2 separate regions of the Bos taurus genome follow, and region 2 is linked to region 1. The links are chromatin contacts, called in public Hi-C maps. All regions are on one chromosome and are shown on one strand. The core of a region is the stretch at or near the end of the contact, and the rest is flanking DNA. Distances in the headings are between cores, read along the strand shown. Region 1 overlaps ZBTB38 (zinc finger and BTB domain containing 38). Region 2 has its middle 10 kb from the start of ZBTB38.

Region 1 (5,060 bases), core at 2,236-4,735:
TCCCTGGGTCAGGAAAATCATCTGGAAAAGGAAATGGCAACCCACTCCGGTAATCTTGCCTGGAAGATCCCATGGACGGAGGAGCCTGGCGAGCTACAGTCCATGGGGTCTCAAAGAGTCAGACACGACTGAGCGACTTTACTTTCACTTTCACTTTATAGCTGTCACTGTCCCTGTGTGGGGCTTTATGTTCCCAGAGTTGCTCTGTCACTTTGAAAGTTTAAAACAGTTCCTTAGGGGATTGCCCTGGGGCCCTAAGGAATTCTACAGGGGAAAGAGCCCAGAGCCCTGCAGTGGGGGGGTTGAGGGGAGGTCAAAGAGCATCCTGTAAAAGATCGGACTGGAGACCTGGGACTGGCTCCCGTGACCCAGTGTGCAGCCTTGGGACGGAAAGGCACAGAACTGTGCTGGCTTGATTTCCTCACCTGTAACCTGAGAAAGTTTGGTTCAGTGATAGAAAAGGCTCCTTCCAGCAGTAATTCTACTTCCTCCCCAGCAGAAAAGCAGGTGTGCTAAAACAAGCAGATGGTAACTCCACGTCTGAGGTTGGCCAGAGATCCCAGTTGCGAAGCTCCCTCCCACTGTTCTCCAAGGTGTACTTGTACTGGCCAGACCTTGAGTCCGGCCTTTACCCCATACCCTTTTGAGGAAAGTGCATGGGTTTAAGGGTGGGAGAGATGCTCTGCTTTGGAGGAAATGAGGATTTTTTTCTACTGGCTGGGGAATCAGTCAACAGGTGACAAAATAGGAGGTAAGGAATCATGGTTTGAAACTTTATGGCTGGAAAGAACCTGAGGAAATAAACTAGCCCAGCCTCTTCACATTCCAGATAAGGGAACGGAAGTGCAGGGAAGTCATAGTATTTGCTCAGGGTCACACCACTTGTGGCAGACGGGGAACAGAAGCTAGTGTCCCTTGCCTGTTTCAGTTTGCTACAGAAACGGGTAGGTCCTGTCGTAAGGTGGATTATCAGGAGAGCAGGAATGGGCAGTCAGCAAGCCAAGCCCAAGGAAGCACTGGCTCTCTCCAACTGTTCTGTTGACGAGAGCAGCCCGCCATGCCTGCTAGGCTTCTCACAAACGTCACCAGAAAGACACCACAATGCAAACTTCCTGTTCCATCGAAGCTCTTGGATTCTTGTCAATTAAGAGAGTCAAGAAAATTTTCCTTTTAAGCTAAGAGAGGCAGAAGGCTGTCTCCTATTTTTTAAAGCATTTTTTCCTCTTTTATTTAAGTGAAAATTTCTAAGGTCTCCAATAATTTAGTTTTGAGAGGAACGAAGCATTTTCTCAAGGAGTATAAAGAGGAAGACCCAGCTCGCACAGCCCATGTTGCTGGTCACACCTGTGCACGTGGTCCTCGTTGCCCTGTGGTCCTGAGGAATCCAGTGGCTGTTCAAGTGCTAAAAGAGCATCCTGGGGGTCTTTCGGCCACCCCCTGAAGGCTGGCTTTGTGCCAGGTGAGATAGATACAAGCTGCCACTTCCTGCTTTGTGCATGGGATATTGTTTCTAGGTCCCGTTCTGTTTGTGTTATTTTTCTTGTTTGTGTGTTAGGACACTTGTGATTATTTGCAGAGTTGATGATCACTAGATAATAAGACCAGCGATTCAGTAAAAACAGAGCTGAATTTATTATCTCGCCAGGCAGAAGACAGCGGCATTCAGAATCCATCTCCCCAAACACATAAGCATTTTCACGCAGGCATGGCCATTTCTGATTAGCTCTAATGGAACGCCAATTCACTTCTAGACCAAAGGGAAGAGTTTTTTGGTCTCAGAATCTACTCAGCATTCTGGTCTGTCCCTGTGTAGACTGTCTATTCTGGTCCTATAGTCCTTGACCCAAACTCGGAGAGCAGGTGTGCCAAGGTCTCGGGTGGTCCTTGATACTCGTAGGGGAGGCCATGGCCAGTCTCACTGCATCTCGGGTCCCTGCTGCAAATTTCCTTCTGTTGCCTGTTCCACCCTTTCCCTCAGACTAATGCATGTTCCATCTTTGCTTTAAAACGGGAAGGGGTGGGAGGACCACTTTGAGGAAGCCGAAGGCACAGGGATAGACGGAAAAAGCGATGACGTGGCAGTGAAATGAAGCCCCAAATGGGGTTTTACTCAGACATTAGAGAACTGGCCCACCCCGGGTGCTGTGCTAAATCGGGTTTGAAAAAAAAAAGCCTGACCTTTAAGATTTTTTCCTGTCAAGGTCTAGCAATTCTGGAGTTTGCTTTAGCCACTCTGCCCTGCAAGTTGACTTTTTTTGCACAGAAGCATTGTAAATTACCTGGGAGAACATTTTGTTTTTTCCCTGTAAATGAATATACACTGTGAAGTGAGTTCTGACCTTGTTTGGTTGTTTATTTAAGTCTGAATATTCATTTTTGTTTTTTGACAAGTTTCAGGAAATCACTCAAGAGCTTTGTACCATGTTTGAATGATCTATTTTAAGACTTTCTTTTCTATTGAATGATTGGCATGTCTGATAAGAAGACTGCGCGTCCCTATTTTAGGAAATACTTTTCGAGGTCCTTAACTTCTCTTTTTCATGTATGAAGCTTAAACGGGAATCTTACCTCCAATCCTAGCAGCTCCCTTACACTAAAAATGACCTGTTCCCCGCCCCCCACATGAGGTTCTCTGGCTCAGGGAGAAAAATAAAAGTCGGGTGATTAGTCATTGTGGCGTTCAGCAAACAAACACTTTGGAGGCCATGATTTATGTCGCTGGCGGGGCAAAACAAACCAGGTTATATCTGTCTCTAGCACTGACTGTTGTGAAAGGTAAGTGCCCTGTGTTTCCAGAAGGTCCCCTGAGTGCCCCTGGTAGTTGCGTTCAGGTTTCTGAAACCCGGTGGCCATTTTCTGTGAGTTTGAATCCCTGTGCTAAACCCCTCCCCCGAGGAGTCCATGAGCATTTGTTTTCTAAAATGAAAGCACAGGCAGAGACTCGAGCTGTTCTACAGAACAGCCTATTTTTAGATTTTTTTTTTCTTAATCAGTGTATTTAAAGCATAATTTTTCTAAACAGTCTATTGTGGGCTAATATCTACACTGAGTTAAGGTTTGTCTGGGGAATTTTACTTTTTTTTTTTTTTTAATTCAGGCAACATATTTATTGACGTAATTGTTCCCTGTGTCCCTTCGCCCCCTGATCATTTCATTCTAAAACAGGTGAGCAGGGGGAACTGTTTGGATACCTACTGCCAGAAACCTTCATTCAGTTTTGATCAGATTTATTTTGTGGGTAAACTTGGCAGAAGCAAACAGGAATTTAGTTCCTTTAATACTCTGCCCTCCCCCCGCCCCACAGTTTTTCCCAGTCGGTTTCTTTTGTCTGAACCATTGTGCATCCATGTGTGTGTCTGGCCAGAGTTTTGGTAACATTTCTGCAGTACAGAAAAGTTTCTGGGCCTCTGGTCATGTGTCAGCCCAGCTGGTGGGCTTGTTGGACGGTCCCTCCAGTCTCCCGCACCTCCTGAACCGCAGGGCGAGGTGACAGTTCCACAAAGTGTGTGTCATGCCTGGCCTCTTTCCAGAGATTGCGGTATTGCCAGTGGTGGCTTCAAACTGGGAAAACGGGAGGTGGAGAGAAATGATGGAAAACACTGGGGGGAGAGATTGTGGAAAACAAAAGAGAAGGAATGTGTGTGCAAGGAAAGTATCTACGTGGACTCAAATAAATAGCTGACAGCCCAGGGCCGTAAAAATCATCTCCGTACATTGGCATTTTGGATGGATCCAGGTGAGGATCTGCTGGGAACACAGGTTTGTCTGTTGACGGTGGAGAGGAAGTATGGCAGAGTGGGGCAAGAGCATCAGGAGCTGTTCTCCAGGAGGTTCCCACCTGCCCCTGCCCCCCGCCCACAGTATGACAAATGCTTAGCTTGGTCTCCAGACCAAGGGATTTGCTCTGCGCCAGCACCCCCAAAGTCTCTAGACCAGGTACGGTTGCTTCCTTGAAGAGATCTCTGTTGTTCCACTGAGAACTTCTCTGAGATTCCCCAAGGACACTTGTGATCTTGCTGGTTTAGGCTTTATTGTGTTGACCCTTTTGCTTGACATCCAGGCTGTGCTTCTGTGATCTAGTTTCTAGAATTGTTATTGTCTAGGTAATGCAGTGAAGGAGCATGATACCAATTCAAAATGCCCTTATCCGGTAAGGAGCTGTGCATCCTCTGTAGTTACTGCTTCCCTTGTTACATCACCTGCTAATGATGAATATGGAAACCTCTTTTCCTAGATTTATTTTTTTAGTTAAAAAAATTTTTTTGGCCATGCTGCATGGGATGCAGGATCTTCGTTTCCCAACAGAGGATCAAACCTGCACCCCGTGCAGTGGAAGCGGTGTCTTAGCCACTGGACCTCCAGGGAAGCCCCTGGAACCCTCTCTAAAAATGGATGCCTCTGAGAGTGTGAGTCTGATTGTGTGGAGGTCTGATGAGGAGTTATCATCCCTTTCTCAGAGTTTGAGCAGACCGTATCATTAAAATGACTTTAGGGAATGCCCTGGTGGTCCAGTGGTTATTATTCCGTGCTTTCACTGCTGGAACCAAGGTTCAATCCCTGGTCAGGGAACTAAGAGCCTGCAAGCTTTGCAGTACAACCAAAAATGAACAAATAAAAATTTAAAAATAAAACAGTTTGAATCAAAGTGGAGAATTTGATATCTACCCTTTTTGTCTCCCAGGACTCATACAGTAGGAAATTTTCCACATGGGAGTGAACAGACTGGAGGGAATGTGAAGGAATATTATGTGACCCAAAGATATTCCATGTTAGGGCTTCTGACCCCCTCTTCTTCATTAAAATGGAGTACTTCTGTAATTTTGAAAGCTTGAATACTGGTATCTCACCATTTAAATTTTAGGAGGCCTGTGAATCACTGTAGGAATCACCGGTACTTTAAGGCCTAAGTGATCTATCTCTATGTCATTGTAGATTAGGGTCTAAAATGCTGATATATACAGGGACAGGAAGGTGATATGAATGTTCAATGTAGGCTGGATTTAAGAAGATAGAAAGGTTAGATCATGGCAAACTGGAGGACATGAAAACTTCTAAAATAC
Region 2 (5,550 bases), core at 2,564-5,063, 53 kb before region 1:
CAGCTAATATGTGCCTAAAATACCTGATATAAAAGAGCACCTGCAAATTGATAAGAAAAGAACAAATCAACAGGAAAATAGGCAAAGGATATGGAAAGGCAATTCACCAAGGAGACAAACAAATGATCAATAAAATTACTAAAAGTTATTCAAACTCACCCATAATACTAAAACCTATATAGTTATCACTATAATCTGGGCACTGTTCATAGAGCTTTACATCTAGTTACTTATGTAATCTTCATAGCAACCCTGTGATGGGTACCTTATCTCTGTTTGGCAAATGTGAAAAGAATTAAGAATCTCAGTTAAGGAAATACAGACATTAAGTGTCAGCATTTTGGCTTCAGACTCTGCTCTTAACAACTATACTTAGAGTCAAGAAAATGCAAATTAAAACAAAAACAAGATGCCAAATTTTACCCATCAGATGGGTAAAACTTAAAAAGTGTGATAATACCCAATGATGGCAAAGGCATGAGAGAATATTTCGTCTCATATACTGCTGGTAGGAGTATGACTTGCTTCAGCTTTTTAAAAAAAACCATATGTAAATATCTATTAAACTTAAAAATACACACAAAACATTTGAGTCAACAATCTCATTTGGACAACCTATTCCACAGGAGTAAAAGTATGACAGTATAAATGGAAGAATATTTATTGCAGCATTGCTCTAGTGGCCAAACAAACAAAAATACCTGGGGCAAAAGCTCTGTCTACCAGAATGACTGAGCAGCATATGATTTGCCATACCAAGAATGAGTTAGATTACTCTTTCCCAAACTTGAATCTACCTTATACCATTAAAACATTCTTTTTAAAAATATTTATTTATTTGGCTGCGTGGTATCTTAGTTGTGGCACTCTCATTGCATCACGCTGATCTTTCTTTGTAGTTCACAGACTTGGTTGCCATGCATGGGCTTAGTTCCTCCATGGTATGTGGGATTTTAGTTCCCCTGCCAGGGACTGAATCCAAGCCCTCTGCATTGCAAGGTGGATTCCAGCGGACCACCAGAGAGGTCCCTCATTAAAACAATCTTATTTGAGTTGGCTTCAGAGTTCTCCAGAAAAATAGAACTAATAGGAGATATATTATCTCATATATATATATAGACACACACACACACATATGGGTATATATATACATAGATACACACACGTATATGTACCCATATATAGACAGAGAGACAGAAAGACACAGAGAGAGACAGGATTTATTATAAGGAATTGGTCACACAATTATAGGGGCCTAGAAGTCCCCTACACCATCTGCAAGGTGTAGCCCCAGGAAAGCCAGTGGCATAGTCCTGAGAACCAGGACAGCCCCTGATGTACATCTCAGTCAAAGGGCAGGAGAACGTTGATGGCCCAACTCGAGCAAGAAGACAGAAAGAGGCCAGATTCTCCGTCTCTGCCTTTATGTAGTAGTCACGCCCTCAACTGATTGTCTGACACTCAATCACACCGCCCAGGAACCACATCAGGGAAGTCCATCTACTTTACTCAGTCTACCAACTGAAACGCTAATCTCGTCTAAAAACATACTCACAGACACACTCAGAAATATTGTTTAGCCAGGTATCTGGGCACCCTGTGATCCAGTCAAGTTGGCACATAAAATTGGCCAGTACATTTTGGAATTTGCTAGGAAACAAAGGTTTATAGCCCCACAATCAGTTGAAAACCAGTATTATCTGCTATACCTAGAAAGTATCTGTAATAATTAATACAATAGCAAAAGGACGTTATTTATTTCTAGTTAGATAGCATGTTACAGAAGATCCCAATCCTGAGCCAAACTCTCTACAAGAGTGAACTTGCTACCATCAGAGAGATATTAAAGCCCTACCATGTGAGGCAGTATCATCTTTTTTGTTGTTGTTCAGTAGCCCAGTAGAATCCCCAACTCTTTGTGACTCCATGGACTGCAGGATGCCAGGCCTCCCTGTCCCTTACCATCATCTCTTGGAGTTTGCCCAAGTTCATTTCCATTGCATCAGTGATGCCATCCAACCATCTCATCCTCTATTATAGGCCATCTAAATTTCTTGAATGGGATTTCTCTGATAGCCCCATTGGTAAAGAATCAGCCTTCAGTGCAGGAGATCCTGGTTCAATTCCTGGGTCGGGAAGACCCAATGGAGAAGGAATAGGCTACCCACTTCAGTATTCTTGGGCTTCTTTTGTGGCTCAGCCGGTAAAGAATCAGCTTGCAATGCAGGAGACCTGGGTTCGATCCCTGGGTTGGGAAGATCCCCTGGAGAAGGAAAAGGCTACCCACTCCAGTATTCTGGCCTGGAGAATTCCATGGACTGTATAGTCCATGGGGTTGCAAAGAGTCAGACACGACTAAGCAACTTTCACTTCACTTCACTTCAAGTTTCTTGCAGTCCGTGGTACTCAGCATCCCCAACTTCTGGAAACAAACAGGAGATTATTATAATACATATAATATGACATATATAATAATATATTATAAACAGATTATTTCCATTTATTTATTTTTGTGGTGTGCCACGTGGCATACAGCATCTTAGTTCCCCAACCAGGGATTGAACCTGTGCCCCCTGCAGTGGAAAAGAGGAGTCTTAACGATTGGATAACCAGGGAAGTCTCCAGGAGATCCTTATTTTTGATCTGAAGAGAGATTCAGAATTTACTAAATTACAAAAGCAAGTTGTGAAGCAACCCAGCTTTTGTATACAACAAGCAAATTTAAAAGAATCCTCTATATGTGGATTGAGGCTTGTCTTGATGAGCACATGGAGAAGCAGATGAATATTAAGTATTACCATAGGACATTGCCATTTTAAGTCAGAAGTGATCTGAAGTTGGCATTTTAATATAGTCCCTCCTAATAAACCACCAAGGATGTTAACACTGATTATGTGAAAGTATTTTATTACTTTGCTTTTAATTATAAGCGTGTATGGAGAAGGCAATGGCACCCCACTCCAGTACTCTTGCCTGGAAAACCCTATGGACGGAGGAGCCTGGAAGGCTGCAGTCCGTGGGGTTGCTGAGGGTTGGACACGACTGAGCGACTTCACTTTCCCTTTTCACTTTCCTGCATTGAAGAAGGAAATGGCAACCCACTCCAGTGTTCTTGCCTGGAGAATCCCAGGGACAGGGAACCTGGTGGACTGCCATCTATGGAGTCGCACAGAGTCGGACACGACTAAAGTGACTTAGCAGCATAAGCATGTATTGCTCTCGTATTTTTCTCTATTCTAATTTTAAAATACCTTAAAAGAAATGAAAGAGAGCCATTAGTCTGAGCTGCTGAAAACTGGGAATAAGCTGCAAGTCTTTGTTTATGTGTCAATTATATCTTAATAAAGCGATGGTGGGGGACCCTTCTCGGGAGGGTCACACCATATCTCTGATCCACCTCAGCACTACTGAGGGACTGGATAATTCTTTGTTGGATAATTCTTTGGGACTGGATAATTCTTTGTTGGGGGAGGTGGGGAGCTGTCCTGTGTATTACAGGATTTTTAGCAACATCCCTGGCTTCTACATATCCATGACAGTAGCATCCCCCTAACCCCAAACAAAAAACAGCCAAAAATGTCTACAGACGCTGCCGAATGTTTCCTGGGGGCGGAATCGCCCCAGTTGAGAACCACTGCTCTAGTCCTCAATTTCTCATCACTGAAGAGAGACCTTGAAACAGGTGCTGTCCACGCTCCCACTAAGCCCCAGCCTTCTCTAATCACAACAAAGTGGAATCTATAAATATGCTTTCCAGAAGCTGTTTTCTCCAGCGCCACTAGAGGGAGCACTCTGCAATACAAAGGACAAAACAGAGCACACAGGAAAATTTGTTTTCCCCTCGGTGGACTTTGCTGTCTCCGTTCCCAACGCCCCAGTCTTTAATAAATAGCCTTTGATGTCGAGAGTGATAACCCTTAACCACGAGGCATGAAGAACTATTTGTCTTGTGCTTTGTGCCGTAAAAGTCGTGTTGTTAGATATGGTGGAAGAGTGCAAAATGTTCTTCGCTTTTTCCACGCTGTTTGTAAGGCAGTTAGATGAATCAACATCACTAAAAAGAAATTATGTGTCTCGGTGAGGAGAGTCTATGGGACAAGGAGACTAAGAGGTGAAAGATCTAGTTCTCTTCCTGGTCCTGCCACTTCCAGGCTGTGTGATGTTGGCCAAGTCTCTTAACCTTTCTGGTTATATGTAAGAAAGCTGAGGAGATAGACTGAGAAGTTACTTGCTTAGGGTTCCATACTAAGGTCAAGTATGGATTGGCTCCGACCTGCCAACTTCATGGGATAGTTGTGAGAATCAAATGAGATGGAGTAAGTGAAAGAGTTTTGAAAATAGAAACCCCCATGCAAGTTCAGGGTGTGGATTTGCCCATACTGTGGGAGTGAGAAGAGGTGATGGCTAAGAGGTAGCCTGCTGGGGAGGTGGTTGCAGGGAGGGAGCCAGGTGAGGGCAGATCAACACAGGTTACTGAAGATATTCCTCCACCAAAGTGTTATAAATTACAAATCCTTTACTGCTGATGAAACATAAGGTTTCAATCCCCATCAAAATGGACAGGCTACTTGGAACGGTGTTACTTTATGCTCTTAGGAGATAAAAAATACCTTCACGAAAGTGAAAGATCTTACTCCAATACTGTTTTAAACTTTTAAAAAACCCTGAACCACAATAAGAAATACATTTCACAGAGTGACCGAATTCACACACATTATAAAACTGAAACAAAATTCTGATGTGTGATACACTTGGAAATTTGCTGTTTTCTTTCATTCTGTCACTTGAAACCGATGCTAGTTGTGACGCAGTAGATAATGAGTCCTGACTTTCAGTTTTAGACATATTGTACCAGAAGTTTTCATGGGAGGAGGGGAGGAAGCATAGGGCCCTGGTGCTAGGGGAGGGAGGAAACAGAGATATGACTCCCACACATGACTCAGGGAGCCTCAGACGTGAACTTTATACATTTTCCTAGGGGCTGATTCTTTTGAGGAGGAAGAAAAAATGAGCAACAATTTCAAATTCACCTCCATGAGTGAGGATGGGCCGCTGGTCCATAGAGTCCAGGCTGGATTCTCAGAGGTCCTGATTGAAATCCTGCACCATCATCGTAAAGTATGGATGGGCATGATGTAACCTCCACCACAACAAAAAGTAAAAGCTCTACATGTATTAAGCCCTTCTTATACATTAGACATTGCACCAAGCACTTCATATGAATGATGGGACATAAATTAAGCTTAGTGCTCACTGATTTTCCTTTCTTCCCACTCACTAAAAAGAGTTCTGGCTTTGCCTGTCCAGTTTCTTTTCCAGCCCCATCAGAAGGAGAACTGGACAGAAGTAGACAGACTGGAAGAATGTTGGTTAGGGCTGGAGAAAAAGCTTTGTACAGAGCTTGGGAGAAAGAAGGGGACGCTGAAGCTGCGGGGTGTAAGGGGCTTGGATACAAGGAGAAAAAGGATATTAAGAAGAATTTCAGGGGGATCTGTTGCTGTTAGAGAAATGCAAGTATTGAATATAAATTAATCTGAATTTCTTTGTGGT

Evidence for each region. Hi-C and Micro-C count contacts between places; a contact is called where the count stands out from the background.
Region 2: a Hi-C map of an unstated tissue shows a contact between it and region 1, with 1.6 times the contacts expected there. The contact joins two enhancer-like sites.

What each region holds. Positions count from the first base shown.
Region 1 is chr1:127,564,611-127,569,670 of ARS-UCD2.0, reverse strand. All of the region lies in intron 2 of ZBTB38 (zinc finger and BTB domain containing 38), which reads left to right. Among named protein-coding and RNA genes, the nearest start is that of ZBTB38, 43 kb to the left of the region's middle. Within about 2 kb of position 3,485, at least 30 of the 102 cell types and tissues checked have an H3K27ac peak or open chromatin away from gene starts, as enhancers often do.
Region 2 is chr1:127,617,249-127,622,798 of ARS-UCD2.0, reverse strand. No RefSeq gene overlaps it. Among named protein-coding and RNA genes, the nearest start is that of ZBTB38, 10 kb to the right of the region's middle. Within about 2 kb of position 3,813, at least 25 of the 102 cell types and tissues checked have an H3K27ac peak or open chromatin away from gene starts, as enhancers often do.